Regions from separate parts of the Mus musculus genome. Here all the other regions are linked to region 3. Evidence: chromatin contacts called from public HiChIP or PLAC-seq data. All regions are on one chromosome and are shown on one strand. Each heading gives the region's core, a stretch centred on a gene start, on an enhancer-like site or on the middle of the called end of the contact. The rest is flanking DNA. Distances are from core to core; before and after follow the strand shown.

Region 1 (3,345 bases), core at 158-2,657, 330 kb before region 3:
ATTTATTTTTGCATTGCCAGTGAGAAATTCAGGCAACCCCACACTGGTATTGGTTGAGTTCCTCTGAGAATTGGTTTAAAACCAGAAATTTACTTTTAACAGCCAAGGACTGACCCTGTAGCCCTAGAGGTGAATCCCAGGCCTTTCACTCTCCAGCCAGGCTCCCAGCACAGGTGCTCCTAGCATCACACTGGGAAGGGCACCCAGAGGCAAACATCCTTACTCCTGTCCATCACAATGGACAAATTTCCCTTTTCATGATTCCATTTCACTGAGACAAAATACCTGCTTCAAGACAAACTATAGGTAAGCCAGCTGGATCAAATAAAAGCCTGAGATATGCATGATACCCTTCTCACAAAGAAATGTTCAGCCACGCCCAGAGAACCTGGGGAAAAAGCCATCCTCAGAGTCCCTGCTTGAACTCCACCAAGGAGGAGTTCATAAAGAGGAGTCCTCCATAAGCCAGTCATGTGGAACAAGGCAAGTCAAACAAACCGCCAACACAACCAGTGTATCTCTGACAGGAAGCTAGTTCTGGCCATACATCCGCAGGAAGTACTTCAGTCACCTAAGTGGCCCCTGGTGGAACTTTGAGAAATGCAATTGTTCATCTTCTTTCAACCTCAACCTTCGAAGCCAAGAAATGGGCAACATTGAGGTTAGGCTAAATAAACCTGTGCAAACAGAATACAGAATACACGCGATCTTTACTAGTGTCTCCACCTGACGTTCTACTTTCCCAAGAACATCCCAGTCTCTCACCTGTTTCCTGATCTGTGCTCATGTTTCCTGTTTCCTCTGCCAACTCTCTGTGTCCTTAGCAACAAGTTGACTCAGCTGCATATGCAATGGTATCAGAGCTAGGAATCCCTGACTTGGGACAAGCAAGATGGTTCAGCTGGCGAAGGCACTTGCTGCTAAGCCTGAAGCTCTAAGCTGGATTCAGGGACCCATGTGGTCCTGGAGAGAACCAATTCCCAGAAGTTGCCCTCTGATATCAACGTGCATGTCTGTCATGAATGACCACCTATGCTAATAAACAAATCTACAAAAAAAATGTTTAAGAGAAATTTATAATGATAGAGTGTGATATGGTTTTTTTTTTCTAAAAGTGGAAATCCTAGGCAAAATGAGTAGAAACTGGAGAGCGGAGAGGCCTTTCTGGTCTCCTTCAGTCACCCCTATGAACCAGTGAACAGCACAAATCAAAATCTCCTTTGAGAGGAACATTGGGTGGGAGGGGAGTGGGCAGTAAAATATCACAGAAGAATGTGAAAGCCCAGGCTTAGCCAGCACTAGGCTCTCTATGGCTTCACCCAAAGCAGGAAATTGCTGTGCTACTCCATGCCTCTCCTGCACCGGTGCCCAGGCAGGCAGCCAACTCACTAACCCCTTCCCTGGCCTCGCACAGACCGCATAGCCAGGCTACCCTGGCCCCACCGTAACCCTAGCTGGCTGGGGAAGCTGGCAGAGGCCACGTCTGTGCTATTTAAAGCTATAAGCAGCTACTGTGGCTGGAGATGAGCTACTTTCACAGGAAGAGGATAAGGCCAGAGGCATGGATTTTAACAGGCACTAGCAAATTCACTCACCTGCTGAACAAGGAGCCCAAACTGGAAAGACAGCAGCTCAGCTTCATTTACTAATTACCTACACTCATCTATACCCCCTGCCTAGTAATTCTGTTCAAAGTCAAATTGCTTGATTACAGACTCTCTGTGTGCTATGTTTAAAATGGGAGCAAAGACCTACAAAGTCAAACAGCATGTCCGATGCAGCTGGGGCACAGTAACTGTCTGAAAGAAACTGTATGGAAAAAAAAAAAAAAAAAGAGCTCCAATGCCTGGCTCTGGGCTCCCTGCATCCCCCAAATCCAAATTTGAGTCTCAAAATACAATAAGATGATTAATTAATATATATATCACAATGTATCAAGATATCTATATGGGATATTTTATGTAATGATACACACAGGTTTTTATGCATTATACATATGCAAAAACAAGGAATCCGTTTGTGCACAGAGATATGCACTTGTGTATCTGTGTTTAATTCAAATTGCCTAGGTGGAATATTAAGAAACTTCACCAGGCATCAAAATAAAATAATGATCAAAAGTGCAGGCTCTGAAAGCAAGTGTCTAGAAGTTTTGTGAAACCCGATAAGATTCTCAGTTCTCTGGACTCGTCATTGTGGTGGTTTGAATAGGAATGGCTCTCACAGACTCATGTGTTTGAATGCTTGGCCAATAGAGAGGGACACTGTTAGGAGTTATGGTCTTGTTGGAGTAGATGTGGCCTTATTGGAGAAAGTGTGTCACTGTGGGGGCAGCCTTTGAGGGCTCCTATGCTGAAGTTATGCCCAGGCCAGTGTGACACAGTCTTCTGATGCCTTCAGATCAAGAGGTAGAACTTTCAGCTCCTTTTCCAGCACCATATCTGCCTGGATGCTGCCATGCTTCCCACCATGATGATAATGGACTGAACCTCTAAAAATATAAGCCAGCCCCAGTTACATGTTTTCCTTTATAAGAGCTGCCACGATCATGATGGCCCTTCTCAGCAATAAAACCCTAACTTTCTGAATGAAGACACTCATGTACAAAGAAGAATTTTTGACAATCTTAAGATCATTTCTACAAGGAAATCTGGCATGGTGCTCCTCTATTTTAGCTAGAATGAATGGAACAACATTTACAGTAGCTGTAACAAAGGAGCTCTCGTCTAAAGCTCCAGTCACCTCAGCCATTGCTGATACTCTGACTCTATAGTCTCACTGTTCTCTTCCTTTGCAAAGACAACTGGACCTTCTTCAAAGAACTGTTCCCCAACCCCCAGCCCAAGTCACTTAACCTAATACTTATTACATAACTTAGTGTCCCTTTCATTAAAGCACCATGACACCTTTTTATTATTCACTCTGTTGAGTGGCTGACACACCATGGCAGTGTTTCTTGTCCTCTGAATTCCATGGAAGTAAAGTCTACCCCTACTTTTGCTCCCTGGTGCATCCACAGCATTCACATATTAGACTCGCAATAAAAAGTGACTGGATCAATGATTCCATTCCTCTCAGTCCAGGTCTCCTCACACCTGCTCAAGTGGCAGAGAAAGTAAAACTTCAGCCGCAAGAACATAAGGAATCATGAGAGTGAGTCCAAATGATAAAGGTTAGGGAATAAACATGGCTGCCTACACAAGACTTGAACAAGAACACCACCAGCAGACATGCTAATGTGGATGGGTGAGGAAGAAGCTCACAAGGAACTCCAGACAAAGAGCTACAGACATGCCTGTTCTTCCTTAAGAGGTTTTGTTGTGTTCTTTAAGGGAGAGATGCTCA
Region 2 (3,332 bases), core at 399-2,898, 300 kb before region 3:
GGAATTGCTGCCTGAAGCCTGACCCCCGGTTGTTCCTAGAAGGCTCTTGTGACAGGAACATGAGCCAATTCTATGACTATGTGAGAGAGGGACTTGTTGGCCAGCTTTAATTTTAGTATCTGTGAAGAGAGTAAAATAGTGACCCTCAATGGCCTCTTTGGAAAACTCCAATACTAAGTCACACGAATCAGGAAGGGGGGGGGGGGGCTGGGGGCGTAGTCTACATTTCACCAGGTGAGAAGTGGCCTGAATCCTAAGAATCAACTAGAGAAATGCCCCAGTCTTAAAGTCCCGTGGTCAGACCAAGCAAACCAGAGAGGCTACAAAAACTCACAGAAAAAGCATGCACTGAGAGCCCACCGCTCCAGTGTGGGTGTGATTTATTACAAAAGGCTCCCCAGCCTGAGCCTCCTTCAAGGGCCCTTCTGAGAACGTCAGCTTCACCTTGAGTCTCCACAGGGTGGGGGCAGGGCCGAAAGGCACCAGAGCTGCACTCAATTTAGCTTTAAAAAGAGGAGGAGTTCTGCAGAGGGGGAGGGGAAGAGGCGGCAGACGCCTCCAGCTCTGGCTGCCCGCGGAAAAGGCGAGGGCAGGAAACGTCCCAGGCCCTCCCCAACTGTCAAACTGCAGCCCAGCCCCAGTCCTCCCAGGACACGTGTCTGCTGGGTAGCTCCGGGTCCTGCCTGGCGACTTCTTGAAACCTCTTATCCCTGGCCGCCCGCAGGAGCAGGGAGTCAGGAAGAGGGAGAGCCTGTGGGCTCCGGGATCCACAACCCTAACTTCGCCAGAGCGCCCGAAACGCCCTCGCGAAAGGGGGGGACAGCCTGATAGCCCCGCTAGGATGAGATCTGACTGCAGTCTCACACCTGGTTCGCTCCTGGTCGCCGCGGGCTAGGGGATCCCCAAGTGTGATGAACCTAGGCTCCCGGGGGATGGCTGTCCAACCTCCGGTGCAGTGAGCCCCCCAGGCCCCAGCCCCGCGCAGCGCCCAGCCCTCCACGCGCCGCCTCGGAACGCAGAAGATGCCCCAGAAGGGTGGCAGGAGGGGAGGAAGGGAGAGTGAAAGGGACGGAGGGGAGGAACTCTGTCGGGAAAAGGTTGGGTTTGAGTTTTTTTTATTATTATTTTCCACTTACTTGTCCATCAGCTGATGTCCTAACCTCTACCAGAGAGGCTGCTATCAACCAAAGTGACAGGAACACCATCACGAGTCGAGTGTACTTCGCAACTACTGGGCAAAGCAGCTACCCCAGCGCAAAGCACCCCAAAATAAGTTTCCTTTAAAAGCGCAAAGAAAATGGAAGGAGTGGGGGGCGTGCAGAGCTTTTAAAAAATTATCTTGGGCTTTGCTCAATGAAAAGGCAACGTGAGCTGTGCGCCTGGCCCCGTGCCCTGTCGGTCCTTTCCACTTCACCTTCTCACCCTGTCCTCCCAAGCCGACAGTGAGGGAGCCAGAGGTGCTGCGAGCCGGGCAGAGGCTGACCCGAGCGGGGGAAGGGACCGGGGCGTCCCACTCTCTACCCCGGAGCTGCTTTTGCGAGGCTCTCGGAGCACCGTGGGCCGCCTAGGCTAAGCACGGAGACGGCTCGGGTCCCGGGAGCGCAGCGGCGGGGAGAAGTGGGAGCCGGAGCCCAGCGAGCGGGAGAAAGAGGCAGCGCGAGCCCTGGATCCTCCGCCGCACACGCAGTGGGGGCGGGAGGACGAGGGGAGGAGGCGGCCGCCTAGGAGGAGGGAGGAGTGGGCCGCTCGCCCGCTCCGGTTGCTTGCGGGCCCCGGGCGTCTGCTCTCTGCCCGCGACCCGCCGGGCGCTAAAAAGGCGACCGTGTCACCCCCTCCCTCCTCCGGACGGCCCCTCCCGCCGCGCGCCCACGTCACCCGGGGCCCGCGCCCCCCGGCGTAGGGTCAGAACTCGCACCGTCCCAGGGGCTGCGAAAGCGCCGCCTGGACCCCGCATCCCCTTGGTCTCCGTGATGGGACGAGGGGCGGGGAGGGTCCCAGGCGCGCCTCCCAGCCCGACTGGAGGAGGGAGGGGGAGGGTCCGCTCACCAGACCTGGGCTGGATGAAATCACCTCCTCCAGCCAATCTCATCCCCACCCCCCACCCCACCCCACCCAGGCAGAGTAAAGTCTCCTGAGAGAATCCCAAGGACCCAAGGACGTGGGGGATTTTCCCCTTCAGACACTCGTCCCCTCCCAGGCTTGTATGGGCCCGGGAAAGCGGGGGGCCTCTCTCAGCAAAGCTCTTGTTTATGCTTTATTCGTTTATATTAGTTTTCAAAGATACCGCGTTCCCTTTCTTGACTCAACCGGATGTTTCCGTTTATCACTAGAGTACACAGGCCTCGGGGTCTCTTGCTTACACCCAGATTAAGTTATCTAGTGGCTTCTGCGGTTTGCAGTTTTCTGGGATTAAAAGACAGCGACCTGGGAGTTGCTGGAATCCCAGACCTACCTCCCTGGGGTAGACCAGGGTGGCCTGGGGGTTGGGGTGGGGGGAGGTGAGGAGGGAGTTCTCCTATCCTGGAGGACCACCCTCACCCAAGATCAGACCAGAGATTAATGAGGCTCACATTGAGGTGGGATTTTCGAAACTTCACCCAGAGATAGGGAAGTGGAGTCAGGTCTTGTTGGGGCAATCCTGTCAAGGTGTGGTTAGTTTTGAATTTTGTTATATGACTTCATAAATTGTTTATTCCTAGAGAGCTAAAGGAAAGGCCATCATCTGGTTTATACATTGCACTACGCTCATTGCTGTGTTGCCTCTGTCTTGTCGAAATTCTATACGGAGGACATTTACAGGAACGTATAGGAAGTGCCCTCATCTAGCAACAGAGTATATTAGGTTAATTAGTTAATTATTGCTTAGAAATAGGATTAGACCCTCAGGACTGAAGGACCTCTAAATTGACTTTTCCCTTCAACTGCAACCTGCAGCATCGTGGGCTGTCCTCGACTTGAGGTCTAGGCATGAACTTCCTAACCTTTAAAGCAAATACGCCTCAGCGTGGCATAACTTAAAAACTTGACCATTGTATACAGGCAGGTCAAAGGACAATGGAGGACAAACAGACCTGGGTTCTAGGACCCTCCCTTCCCAACAGCTATCTAACTTTGGCAGGTCCTGGAACGCCATTTTTATTTCTTCCCATTTTAGGTATTTCTGTTTGAGAGCTTTTTCTAAAGCTCTCTGACCTCAAGTGTTGACAAATAATGTATTGCTCTTGCCTCTAGAGTGGTGTTTGTTGTCTGTCACTGAATGCTTTTTTTGTACAACAAGCAATTCAGGGAACTTTCAGGAAAATATGCTTCAGACCGTTTGGCCTTAACTCCGT
Region 3 (3,182 bases), core at 395-2,894:
AACTAGTTCAATCCTCTAACCATTCAACTCTCTCCGTGAAAACAGACGGGTATTAAACACTTCCTTCTCAGATGTGCCTAGCTCTCTACAAATTTCACTCCCTGCTCTACTCTGAGGTAAAGGGAAAAACTGGACAACAACCTCTTCAGACCCAGAATCTACTGTATTACCTAGTTTTTTCATCACAGTGATCAAAACTTAAGAGAGGAGGGGTCTATTGTGCTTCACAGTTTAGAGGAATACAGTCTCTCACAGTGGGTAAGGAACAGCGGAAGGAGCAGCTCACAGCCATGGCTGTGGGAACCTGGTAGACTGGAGGCAGAGACGGGGTCAAGCCAATACTTGGTTGGCTTTCTCCTTCCTCTCATTTTGATTCAATCCAGGATCACAGTTCATAGGATGGTACTGCCCACATTCAGGGCGGGTTGTTGTTTTGTTTTGTTTTGTTTTGTTTTTTCCTCCCCTGTTAAAGCCTTTTGGACACACCCTCAAAGGCAATTAGTAATGCCCTGTGTGATTCTTGATATAATCAAGGTAGCAATCAAAATTAACCATCCCACCAACATGTGGAAGCTGGCACACACGGAAGATTCAAGGTCCTTGTGTAATGTATATGAAGAGTCCTATAACTAGTTTACAGAAGAATGTGTACTTAACATATGAAATATAACCTTGCTCATATTTTTACGCTTAGGAGAACCACTGTGCTGAAGAAAAATGTCTTCACCTAGTGGAACAGGGTTATGTTCAGATGAAGTTAAATAAAGCAAGTTACAAGATATAATACCCCATCTGCTGGGGTTCTCTAGGGGAACAGACTCAATAGTATGAATACATACTAAAGGAGATTTACTGGACTGGCTTACACAACACAGTCTGAGTAGTCAAACATCAGTCTCACACTGGAGAGGCTGAGAATCTGGTCGTTTCCAGTCCCTGTGGCTGGATATCTCAGCAGTCACAATCTTTTACCAAAGGCCTGGGAGATTCTTTGAAAGCCGCTAGTCTTCAGTCTACATTAGAAGCTAAGTTGCTACCAGAAATTATCACCTATGTTTTGAGCTGATCTTTCTGGTTCATATAATCCAATCAAGAAAATCCTTCCCTGACGTTTCCAGCAGCTTGCCTGTTAGTTGATTTCAGGTCCTGTCAAGGTGACAACCAAGAGCAACATCCTAATATGCAAACGTCATATCACCCTAAGGTTGGTGACAACCATTCACGTTCTGTAAATGTGCCTCCAGGTTGGTGTTGAGATCAGCAGGGTCATAAGCAAAGACAGTCAGTCAGAACTCAGAGTCTTACAGCAACTTGGAATCCATAAGTAAATAATCCACAAGGATAACTAAGCTTTGTTATTCTCAGATCTAGAGCTCCTCACAGATCACCAGCAACGACCAGGAATCCAACTCGCATGCAAAAGTAAAGTCTTTCTTCAAGCTCAAGTGCAGACCCTCCAGCCTCTCCAGCACAATGGACAGTGTGGAAGGTCCTGAGCTGGTACAAGCCTTGCCTTTTTATCATAGTAGCAGAGTGAGGGACTTTCTAACATGGCAGTTACAGGATTGGTTGACATTTGGTTGGTGCACTTCTATTGTCTAGTAATGACTTCAGCTTGGTATGAACAATGGTTGCCAGCTTAGTCAATCTATTTTAAGACACTAAATACTCTCCCTTTAAGAACTGATTGGTTGTTGCTAGGAGTAGAGTGGCTATTTCCCTGCAAAATTGTGATTGTTACCAGGGCAACATGGCTCCTGGAAAAAGTTGGGGATTCTTCCAGTATCTAAGTTCATTCAGAGAGCAAGTTAATTATAAAATGGAGTCTGAAAGCAAACTGGAGTTGGTATGTTAAGCTGAGCCCTTGAAGCTGGGCCCTTCAGCTATATTGGTCTCTGATTCTTGATCTTATAGATAACAAATACCAGATAGAAATTTATACTTAGGCTTAGAAATGACTGTAAGATGTATAAAATATGTAGTCACAAAATAGCTTAAAAATTGGGGGCTGGCGAGATGGCTCCGTGGTTAAGAGCACTGACTGCTCTTCTGAAGGTCCTGAGTTCAAATCCCAGCAACCACATAGTGGCTCACAACCATCCGTAATGAGATCTGATGCCCTCTTCTGGTGTGTCTGAAGACAGCTACAGTGTACTTATGTATAATAAATAAATAAATAAATCTTTAAAAAAAAAAAAAAAAAGAATTAAGCCAAAGGTGCCTGTGGGGGGGGGGGGGAGGTGAGAAGAAGCAATTTGTCCCTTTTTTCAGAGTAAAGGCCAAAAACTTAAGAATGCCCAGCCCTACTTACACTATAGCCATGGCTTGCCTCCTTCATTTCCTCAGATATGCCCTTTCTTTGCATAGTTTGTAGGGGCATTCCCTGCTACCCTGAATTTTCTTTCCCAAGTTGTACACAGGACTACCCCATTATCCCCTTAGTGACATTGTTTGCTTCTTTTTACTTCTTATACAAGCTTCCTCTGCTAGAACAAAAGTCAAGAGCAGAGACCTTCTCCTAGTGATTCATAAATCATTCCCACACACCTAGTCACCTAGTACAGGGCCATGCTTCCTAGAGTCCTGTTCATGATGCGCTTCAGTGAGCTACAGAAAAGGCTCAGAGTAGGAGAGGAACTGGTCAGACACAGGGCTTCTATCCTGGCTTTATCCAGATACCCACCACATGCCGTGCCCCTTCTCCCCTGCCTCCACCAGGAAAGATACCCACCACATGCCGTGCTCCCTTCTCCCCTGCCTCGACGTACCAGGAAAGATAAACACTCTGAGGCCAGCCAGTCACAGAGCAAGTTCCAGAGAGAGAGAGAGAGAGAGAGAGAGAGAGAGAGAGAGAGAGAGAGAGAGAGAGAGAGAGAAACTTCTATGCAAACAAGTATGTCCTGCCTTCTCAAGTATCTGTAAAACGTATCCTTCTTTAAATACCACCCACAACACAGCAAGTATCCGTGAGCACACCACAAAGAGAGTTGTAGCCATGTCTACTGCTGCATTGCTTACAATAGGCAAGATATCAAGCCAACCTTCATGCCCATCAACAGATGGATGGATAAAGAAAATGTGGAATGTGTACACATGGAATTTTATGGATTTTTTTATCAATAAATTCATGGCACTTTCGCAAAACAGTGAAGGCAATTGAAAATCACCTTGCTAAAGGGAAG

The links. HiChIP or PLAC-seq counts read pairs in DNA pulled down with a chosen protein or histone mark.
Region 1: a contact with region 3 is called in an H3K27ac HiChIP or PLAC-seq map of heart atrium, with 8 times the contacts expected there. The contact joins two enhancer-like sites. A contact is called at or near these places in 7 of 39 promoter capture datasets (the 3T3-L1 cell line, cranial neural crest, embryonic stem cells and 3 more), 11 of 484 Hi-C or Micro-C datasets (CD4 T cells, Sertoli cells, cortical neurons and 6 more) and 1 of 115 datasets of contacts at active chromatin or transcription factors (heart atrium).
Region 2: an H3K27ac HiChIP or PLAC-seq map of heart atrium shows a contact between it and region 3, with 6 read pairs. The contact joins the promoter of Adamts3 here to the enhancer-like site in region 3. A contact is called at or near these places in 1 of 484 Hi-C or Micro-C datasets (cortical neurons) and 6 of 115 datasets of contacts at active chromatin or transcription factors (embryonic forebrain, embryonic limb bud, embryonic stem cells and 3 more).

What each region holds. Positions count from the first base shown.
Region 1 is chr5:89,843,139-89,846,483 of GRCm38.p6, forward strand. The region is part of intron 3 of Adamts3 (a disintegrin-like and metallopeptidase (reprolysin type) with thrombospondin type 1 motif, 3); the gene reads right to left. Among named protein-coding and RNA genes, the nearest start is that of Gm25758, 16 kb to the left of the region's middle. Within about 2 kb of position 1,408, at least 77 of the 459 cell types and tissues checked have an H3K27ac peak or open chromatin away from gene starts, as enhancers often do. A contact at or near this core is called in cortical neurons and heart atrium, where this site is marked.
Region 2 is chr5:89,881,686-89,885,017 of GRCm38.p6, forward strand. It overlaps Adamts3 (a disintegrin-like and metallopeptidase (reprolysin type) with thrombospondin type 1 motif, 3), which reads right to left and starts at 1,649. Exons shown (of 22, transcript NM_001081401.2): 1 at 1,137-1,649. The coding sequence starts at 1,205.
Region 3 is chr5:90,176,712-90,179,893 of GRCm38.p6, forward strand. No RefSeq gene overlaps it. Among named protein-coding and RNA genes, the nearest start is that of Gm35936, 15 kb to the right of the region's middle. Within about 2 kb of position 1,645, at least 15 of the 459 cell types and tissues checked have an H3K27ac peak or open chromatin away from gene starts, as enhancers often do. A contact at or near this core is called in cortical neurons, heart atrium and stem cell-derived neural progenitor cells, where this site is marked.